2 separate regions of the Drosophila melanogaster genome follow, and region 2 is linked to region 1. Evidence: chromatin contacts called from public Hi-C data. All regions are on one chromosome and are shown on one strand. The core of a region is the stretch at or near the end of the contact, and the rest is flanking DNA. Distances in the headings are between cores, read along the strand shown.

The links. Hi-C and Micro-C count contacts between places; a contact is called where the count stands out from the background.
Region 2: a Hi-C map of the Kc167 cell line shows a contact between it and region 1, with 6 times the contacts expected there. The contact joins the promoter of Pdfr here to the promoter of Vml in region 1. A contact is called at or near these places in 4 of 107 Hi-C or Micro-C datasets (the Kc167 cell line and the S2 cell line) and 1 of 6 datasets of contacts at active chromatin or transcription factors (the Kc167 cell line).

The regions. Positions count from the first base shown.
Region 1 is chrX:2,273,825-2,278,745 of dm6, reverse strand. Vml (Vitelline membrane-like) reads right to left here and starts at 2,924. Exons shown (of 1, transcript NM_001316644.1): 1 at 965-2,924. The coding sequence starts at 2,773. The coding sequence ends at 1,037. Grp170 (Grp170 co-chaperone) reads left to right here and starts at 3,678. Exons shown (of 3, transcript NM_130639.4): 1 at 3,678-3,871; 2 at 4,407-4,720; 3 at 4,795-4,921. The coding sequence starts at 4,410. It overlaps CG2865, which reads left to right. Exons shown (of 3, transcript NM_001272255.1): 3 at 1-715.
Region 2 is chrX:2,549,406-2,554,326 of dm6, reverse strand. It overlaps Pdfr (Pigment-dispersing factor receptor), which reads right to left and starts at 2,121. Exons shown (of 11, transcript NM_001297898.1): 1 at 2,053-2,121; 2 at 1-63.

The DNA.
Region 1 (4,921 bases), core at 1,675-4,174:
CCAGTGCGGCGGAATCGCATTAGCACGCGGGGATGGTTTGGATTTTTGGGATTTATGGGGAAAATATGCGATATGCGACTTCCTGTATTGTTGTAGTTTAATTTGATATTTTCATTTTTTTCATTTGATTTTACGCATAGTCGCAGTGCGGAAAGAATTGGGGGAACAGGAAGGAACTTTTGAGGTACTCAAAATGGGCCACTTATGATTTGCCAACTGAATAATACCTCTTACTCTATGGACCAGTCTCTTTAGCACATACACATACATACATGCATACATGCATACATACATACATATATACAACTCTATATAAGCTTGATTTCCGATCAATGAATCGTGTAGTCGGCAAGTTGGAAAACACCGCTTTCCACTTTCGTTTTTGATTTGAATGTTCCAAATGATTTAACTTCATAGAGTTTCTATATATATATATATATATATATATACATATATTTAGTATATACATACATGTAGAGGAGTTAAGGATACATAAGTGCTTTTTAATGGAATATATAGACCGCAACAGAGAAATTACCACTCACAATGTGAGGACAAGTAAAATTGTATTTGAATGACAAATGACAAACATATGATCTAATTATACAGAGCCTAGATGTACGTATTGTATTTATTATGAGTTGCTTTTAGTGTGATAATTCATTAGCGATGGTCATCATAAGTGAACAATTTGCAAATAAATTCTAAGAAAAGCATTAACGATTTGTTCCTGTATTTCACTAAAGAATATATAAAACTGGGATATAGAACTCAAAAGAAAAAAGAAAAAAAGAAAAGAAAACGCCATTCCAAGTCGATTTGAAACTTCAACGGTCAATCAAACACGGGTTTTTAATACCTTTAAGCTGTTTTCGGGATCAAAAGCTTGCATATCTCAATGGACTGCGTGGGTCGAAATATCTCTGTGACCTAAGTTGTTTGGCATAAAAAGGTAAACTCAATTCGTTTCACACATAATTCGCTTTTTATTAATCTCGTTTTCAAGTCAGTTTGGCCAGGAGCTTTGGATTTGCATTCAGTAACCATATCCCTGACTGCACGGTGCTGGAGTAAAAACGCTCGAGCAGCTGAACACATAGTTTTTGGGACACGGCGGTGAGGGGAGAGAGGCTGCACCATAAGCTGCAGAAGGAGCGGCTGATCCGTAGCCGCCAGCGGTCCTCGCCATACCAAGGATCTGATGATCCATTTCGGAGCGAGCGTAACCCGATGACTTCGACGCGGGCGCTGAATAGCCAGAGGATGCGGTCGAGGATGCAGGAGCTGAGTACGATGAAGCAGCTGGTGATCCAGACGAAGCAGGCGCTGAGTAACCGGAAGAAGTCTTTGGCGCTGAATAGCCAGAAGCTGGTGCTGCAGAGCCCGCTGAATACGCTCGCGCTGCTGAATATCCAGATGATGCAGGTGCTGAATACGATGGAGCGGCAGGAGCTGAGTAAGATGGAGCAGCAGGAGCTGAGTAAGATGGAGCAGCCGGAGCTGAGTAAGATGGAGCAGCAGGTGCCGAATAAGATGAAGATGCAGGAGCTGAGTAAGATGGAGCAGCAGGAGCTGAGTAAGATGGAGCAGCAGGTGCCGAATAAGATGAAGATGCTGGAGCTGAGTAAGATGGAGCAGCAGGAGCTGAGTAAGATGGAGCAGCCGGAGCTGAGTAAGATGGAGCAGCAGGTGCCGAATAAGATGAAGATGCAGGAGCTGAGTAAGATGGAGCAGCAGGAGCTGAGTAAGATGGAGCGGCTGGAGCGGAGTACGACTGAGCCTTAGGGGCTGAGTAAGTCGGAGCAGCTGGCGCTGAATAAGATGACGATGCAGGCGATGAATATGAAGGAGAAGCAGAAGAGGAATATGAGGGAGCTGCAGGTGCGGAGTAAGATGGAGCGGCTGGAGCTGAATAAGATGGAGCCTTGAGTGCCGAATAACTTGAGGCAGGCGCTGAGTAAGATGGAGCTGAATATGAGGGTGCAGCAGGAGCCGAATATGAAGGACCAGCCGGTGCTGAATACGACGATGCTGGAGCTGCCGGAGCATGGTAGCTTGGGGCGGCAGGAGCCGAGTACGAGGATGTCTTTTGCGCTGAATACGATGGGGCAGAAGGCGCAGAGTAGCTGGGTGCTGCGGGTGCTGAATACGATGGAGCAGCAGGTGCTGAATAGCTGGGTGCTGCTGGTGCTGAATAGCTGGGTGCCGCAGGCGCTGAGTAGCTGGGTGCAGCGGGTGCCGAATACGACGGAGCAGCAGGCGCTGAATAGCTGGAGGATGCAGGTGCTGAATAGCTGGGTGCTGCAGGCGCTGAATAGCTGGGTGCAGCGGGTGCCGAATACGACGGAGCAGCAGGCGCTGAATAGCTGGAGGATGCAGGTGCTGAATAGCTGGGTGCTGCAGGCGCTGAATACGATGGAGCAGCAGGTGCTGAATAGCTGGGTGCTGCTGGTGCTGAATAGCTGGGTGCAGCGGGTGCCGAATACGACGGAGCAGCAGGCGCTGAATACGATGGTGCGGCAGGCGAATAAACCGGGGCGGCAGGAGCAGAATATCCTTGGTCCTTCGCCGGCGAGTAGCTTGACTGCGAATTGTAAACGATCGGTGGGGCATAGGCCTGTGCCGGAATTTCCCTAGTGTGCCTCTCCTCGTAGTCGAACTCGGATTCGGGGAAACCGTCGTCGAACTCCTCATTCCTGGTCGCCGGAAGCGAAAACGCGTTGGCCAAAAGGCAGCCAAAGGCCGCCAAGAACAGCAGTCGTCGTCCACACATAGCTCACAGAATTAAGACTATGGTTTTTTGAAACGGGACGGGTTTTATATGGCCAAGAGAAAAACAGATCAGCGAAATTTACAAATTCACCAAGAATATTGCCCAATTGCAGTCTGCTGTGCTTGGATACTCGGTGGGTTCACTTTGTGCTATTCTGCATTTGAAGCGATTCCATTTAAATTCGCTAGATTCGATCGTTTTCCAGTCACCTATTTCTTTTTAACGTGAATAGGTGAGTTGGCGATGCGAGCAGAAAACTTAATTTAACTCTTTCAATACCCTATACGTTTGGAAGTTGGAACCTATTCAATTTTAATTTAAAGATAATTGTTGAAAAAAAGAATTGTTATCTAGTTTGGGTTTTGTAATTTTTTCAGGACAATTCGCATTACAACAAATTTAACGTTAAGCGTGTTAGGTGATTTAATTTTAGTTAATTTTTATTCTATCGAATTGTAATATAACTTACTCATCGTGTCAATAATCTCAAGAAAAAGAGTATACAAAGTATAGTTTAATAACGTGTCAGCACTTTCGTTCAAAAATTCGGTCATCGCGGGAATGCTGAGCTATCAATATGTGGGTTGACTTGCTGCCTGAAAGAAAAAAACTTGGAATTGCCAACTACATATGTTATAACTTCAGATTTTCAATGAGTAGGAAAAATCTTCCTGCTCTTACATTGACCTTAAACCAAGTAAGGGTCATAATCATTTAGTGTATGGTTTTCATTTGGTGTTTTGCAATTAATCACGAAATTTTGTACAAAAAGAATTTAATTGCACACAATAAGTATTTAAATTGTGGCGGTCACTTCAGTGCGATGTGGCAGCGCCTGCCTTCCCAAGTGACAGTCTCTCGATTGTTTTATCGATTGCTATCGCCCGGTCGAATCAACACGTCAACGTTTTCCTCTTCTTCTTCGTGTGCCGCTGCTTGTTCTTCTTAATCGCGGCGACTCTGTTTTTTACTTAACAACTCGAATAGCAGTCGACGTTGTGAATTGAATAATTAATAAATAGGTGACTTCTGAATAAAAGTCGATTGGAGAGTGCGAGTGGCAAAGGACAGCTGGAAGCGACGAACGAAACGGGACACGTAAGTGGAAAGCGGTACTTGGCTGGAAGGATGGAAGAGTTAGGATAGGCAGAGGGAGGGTGACGGGGCGCAGACAGCTGCTTGCGTTGCAAAAAAAAAGAAGTGAAAGAATCGCGGAAGAATTGTGGAAGTAAAAGGTTAATGCTCTCTTCACTGATTTTCCGTGAAGACTTTTTAAAAGCCATTTCTCCCCAGTAATTTCACCGGTAAACTATATAGATCTATGTACGAGTTAAACACTATTTCCGCTGCCACATGAACACAGGTTTCCTCGCATAAGCCAGACGTACTTTTCGTCCCACAAATTATCTGTTAAAACTGTTGAAAACCCAACTAATTCTTGTGTTATTAATGCAGCTAAGAAATATAGGTAAAAGTAGTTGGTGAATTTTTGTATAATGTTAGCCTTTTAAGTTAAATCGTTGGTCTTTCTAGAAAGATCTTACAATGCAGAGGGTAAATACATATGGAGTACTTAATGGGGTATCTAATCCTGTGCACAATGCTTTAATTTGAACACCTTTCAACCGCACAGACCATGAAACTCGTGCTCCTTTTGAGCGCCCTGCTGGCGGGGATTGCCCTTTCCCAGGGAGCCGCCGTGATGTCCGTGGATCTGGGCAGCGAGTGGATGAAAGTGGGCGTTGTGTCGCCTGGAGTGCCTATGGAAATCGCCCTGAATCGCGAGTCCAAGCGCAAGACGCCCGCGATCCTAGCCTTCCGCGATGGAACGCGAACCATTGGCGAGGATGCACAAACAATTGGTATCAAGGATCCCAACTCGGCCTATGGCTATCTTCTGGATTTGCTGGGCAAGACCATCGATAATCCCATTGTGGATTTGTATAGGTAAGTGGTTGGTTTGCTTTGGGCCACGTCATTGTTGCGTCCCATCGACTTATCTCTAAATCAATCGCTTTTAGGAAACGCTTCCCATACTACAACATTGTGGGTGATCCGGAGCGCAACACCGTGGTCTTCCGCAAAAGCGACACCGATGAATTCTCCGTGGAGGAACTGGTTGCTCAATTGCTGGTCAAGGCCAAGCAG
Region 2 (4,921 bases), core at 872-3,371, 280 kb before region 1:
TTTTAAATCTTTGTTTTGTTTTTGATATTTATTTGTTTTTTTTTTGTTATTTTTTTCTTCAAACTCGCGTTGGAAGCACAGCAAAAAAAAAAAAAATTTGGGAGTATGAACTTGAAAAACGTTTTCGAAAGCGGGTTGAAATCAATTGGGCAATTGCCTATGCCAATTTTTTTTTTTTGCTGGAAAAGCGAAACGAACGCCACGAGTGCCGAAGCCGTTATGACAGAATCTCGCTAGCAGCCGAGCAACTTATCCTTAACGGAAAAGCGGAAAAAGCCGAGCGGAAAAGCCAATGCACGAACGTTGCTCGGCTCTCGGTCATTTACTCAGTGTGTGTGCAACTGCAGGGAAAATCGGGAAATCTTTCGCTCTTTCCTCTCTTTTTGCACTGCAAGTTTCACTGTTGTTTGTTTGCCTGTTTGTTTACTGTTTACTGTCACTGCTGCCTCTGTCGCTTTTGCCGCTTTTGCCGCTTTCCCACTTTTGCCGCCTTTGCTGCCTGGCCGTGAAAAAAGAGTGAGCATAAATCTCTGCTGCCGGCAATGAACACACCCAAAAGTAATACACCAAATAATAACGACAAGATGCCGGAGAAAGCGACACTTCCGGTTCTTACAACACGCATTCCCAAGTACCAAAAACAAACTATCAAATTGAAAAACTGAGGCGAAAACATTGTCAAATCTGGGCGTAACCTATTTATATGAAATTTTAATTGCCGAGAGCAAATTAATTACTTCCTGATGTCTGTTAAACTATGAAACTATAGCCACAATTGCGACGTATTCATTCATTGCATTCATTTTGGCCTGGTTGTCTGTGCATTTCGAATTCGCGTGACAATTTCAGCTCCGTAATGATGATTGACGTGGCAAAACGAGTGTGACAACGATGAATGATGGATGCCCTGCTGCAGGAGGATTTATGACCTCGACGCCTTCAGTAAAATGGATTTAGATTAGGCGCCAAAGTGCAGGCCACTACGAATGCAACGCGCTACGAAGTAGGCAACATACAGTTGCGCTCGAAATAGTGGCACCTGTCTGGTGTTCAGTGTTGCATCCTTGGCTGCTGCTGTACCACGACTGTGACTGCAGCTGCAACCAGCTAAACGCTGCATGCAACTGATGCCTCCGGCGTAGCACGTGACCAGCTCGGGCAAGGCGCCCCATATGACGGGCTATATATAGGCATATGTGCGCCTCGAAACGCTGTCACAAGCAAAAAGCGATGCGAAACGATGCGCCCACGTCAACGCGCCGCGGCAGCAACTGTTGCAGGCACGCAGCAGCATCAGCGACATTAGCGGCACAGCAGCAGCAGCAGCAACGACGTCAACATTGGCCTAGTCACGTTTTGATTCGCTTCTCAATCGTTTGTTGCGAGTGTGGGCTAAACTAGTCGGCTAGTCGCGTTCATGTGAATTGCATCCGTAGCTATTTACAGGGTAATCTGGCTGCGACTCCTGCAATGGCTGCCCGAACACTGGCTTTTCAATTTGCACTGGACAAACGAAAAGATGCACAAAAAGCTGGAGAAAAATTGTGGGCAAAACTGTGCCAGCATCGGTCGGCCTATGTTTAATTATAGTCACTGACTAGTGGGATGAATGACTACTGGCTATGTGACTGACTGACTGACTAGTTGACTGACTGACTGACTGACTGACTGACTGACTGACTGACCCATTTTGCATGTAATGCGGTCAAATGCAACGCTTGTGCTGCACACGTTCATAAATCAAATGCCACACACACACACACACACACACACGCATATGGAACACTGGTGTTTGTTTGGGCCAAACAAAAAATGTGCAGAATTCATAAATCAGGCAACAGCACTCGAAGGTCCAGCAGATGTTTGTGTTTGCCCCGACCAGATGAAGTTTGTTTTCTGCGGCAGCATTCTTGTTGAATGCAATTAAATGTTTCGGCTGCCGGGCGAAACAATAATAGCAGGCGCTTGTGAACTGTCCCTGAACTTCGGCATCTAAGCGATTCCGATTAGGCGTCTAATCTTTACCGCTTGCCCGCCAAACGGTAATCTTACGGAATGGGATTTACGGAATGAACTTGGCACGTCCGACGATCAAGCGGCGTTGACGGGCAACCGGCGACTGGGGGCGCAATCGGAACTGACTGCAACTTGTCTCGAGTATCAGCCACTGCTATTTACTATATTAAATGAGCTATAGCTATAAGCTATAAGCTATAAGCTATAAGCTATAGGCTATTGCTATTTGCTACACACATGCATGTGGATCATAAGGAAGAGTATGAAAAATAGCAAGGGGAACACAATGCTAATGAGCACAAAAGATGCAACAAATGTTGAATTTAAAACAACAGCGGCAACGCCTGCAAGTGCCATATAAATTAAAAATTCAAATGTGCAACATGGAGCACGTGGAGAAGAAAGCCCGTCCCCGCACTTCTGCCACAAATGGAGGCAGGATGAAAAGGTGTTTCCATTGGCACAAAAGTAACTGGTAGAGCCATAATAGTAATGATTAAGGATGCAACTAGAAGGTATGCATCAACCACTGCGAGCATGTGGCAAAAATATTTGTACAAAAATCAACGGCAACAGGTGGCAAGTACAAAGGGAACGGCAACTGCCATTGCTTTTTGTGATGTGCAACCAATTCGAAGCGAAAACAAAAGCCGCAAAAAATATGTAAACCGACACAAAGTCGCCGCAACAACATAGTATCAAATTATGGAATATATATATATAATACTAAGTATATGTATCAAAGGGGGGCTGGCAGGGGGTTGGAATAAAGCGGCATTGCCACTGCAACTTGTGTTCCCCTGAATTCCGCTGTATGCGAAGGCATAAATTAAGGCAAATGAGAAGAGCGAAGCGTAAAAATTAAATAAGGGGAAATGGAAAAATGTCAAAGGAAAATTGCCGCGATCTTGGGCGATGGAAAGCATAACTTGAAAATACCCTACGGTCACTGCGGTCTTAGTAACTATTTAAGAATTTCATAAATCCGTGTTCTATTCTCTATCCGATTTGATGGAAACGAAATGAGGCAACTTCATTTGACATTTAGTGCGATTTTGCGTAATTTTTGCAATCTTGATGATGGATTCGCGCCGCCAAGACGCAGAAAATGCAAGTACTGTTGGTTGGTGTGATGGGGGAGAGGAGTGTGTGTGGGGGGGGGGGGGTCGCACAAAAAACAAAAGGCAAAAGCGCAGCGCATGATGACATCCGCCCACTTGCGTCGCCCTGCCCCTCGCCAGTCGACTGGAAAACTAAAGTAACGTTGTTGTTATTTTGAATGGAGCAAATCGCTTGCGTGCATTATAATAATCAGAATCTCTTGTCTTTCTCTGGCCTGTCAACGCAGTTATCATCTTCATCGCACACTGGCAAAAATTAATTGTTACATTATTATATACTATATATATATATATATATGTATATACTTTCCAGATGTCGCAGGATTGCTAAAAAAAAGTGCAGCATTTCCCATTTCGACTAAATGTATGCTGATTTTAATTCTTAAGTGCCACTCGTCGTCACCTGTACGAGTGGAATTTTGCAGGTGGATTTTCCGGGCAGGAGTGCCGCAGGTGGTGGCGGGTAGAATAGAATGCCCCTATTTCGGTTCCCTGCCCTCTTGTTCTTGCACGTTTTGTTTGCCTTGAATGCTTTCCTTTTTGTCCATTTGAAAGGGAGAATAAAAGGAACGAAAAATAACGAAAATACGAAGAAAAACTTGTGCAAATGAAGCGTTAAATTGACTGAGTGCTGAAGGCGAGGCGAGGTAAAGGAAAACTCGTCCTGCAACTAAAATGGCAAAAAGAAAAGGAAAGGAAACTTGCTGCACTGCACGGGGCTTGCCATTGACGTCTTTAATTGATCGAAACATGGCAACTGAATACAATCACTTGATAGTCTCGGCGAATATCGCGAATATTTACCAAAATTCATTTCATAAATAAACATACATAAGTATTTATTTTGATATCTGTTCTTACATCTGTCAGTTTAATTTGAATTTCCGAAAATTCGATCATATTCAACGCTTTCCATTTCGCAGTTTGAGGGTTTTTTTTTTTGCAATTTTTATGCTCAGTTCTTTGTGTTACCCATTATTTGGGGTTTTTAATGGGGGCACTTGAGTTTGCAGGCATTTCGGTTTAAAATTAGGGTAATTTGCTTATTTTGCGACTTTATTTAAAACATTTTTTCAAATCCATAGTTTGTTATTGTTCCAAACAACTTTGACACTTGCAACTAAAGGGTATGTGCAAAGCGCTTCGATTTTGCGTGAAAGTCTTTCCCTTTCAGACTTGCAGGCCATACTTATATGTATATACAATATATTTTTTATGACTGTCAGTTGTGCCGCGTTTGGCAACAGAATTTGTTTAAACGCAGCGCCGGCAGGGTGAAAAATCAATTTTTTATTGCCCTGTTGCTTCAGTTGGCTGCTGTGTTGCTTTTGTTTAGATTTTAGCCAGATTTATTAGCTTAGCAGGCAGCAAGAGAAGCGCTTCTTTTCTCAGCGTTTTATTACTGCTGTTGGCCCCAGCAAAGTTGACAAGTCCCGCCGATTGCACTGAGAAAAATCGGTAGTTAATATCTGCAAATATAACTAGATGATCAAAAGTTGTTGATTAAGTATAAATGAAAAGCAGCAATATTTATTTGATTTGCACATTTGATTCAGTTGCTCCGAATCTTTTCAGTGGTTGGAACAATAAAAGCAGGCGGTGGTGCTGTGAACTGGGGGCGTGGCCCAGGTGCCCGGTGCAAGAATCTATTTGCCTTTTGATTGCCTTTTAATTACTGAGCAGCAAATAAACATAAACAATGGCGTTTGGCGAAAAATAGAAGATCTGTATTTAGCCGGAGCAAAAAGCATATGCACATATAAAACGAAACGAAAACAGACTCA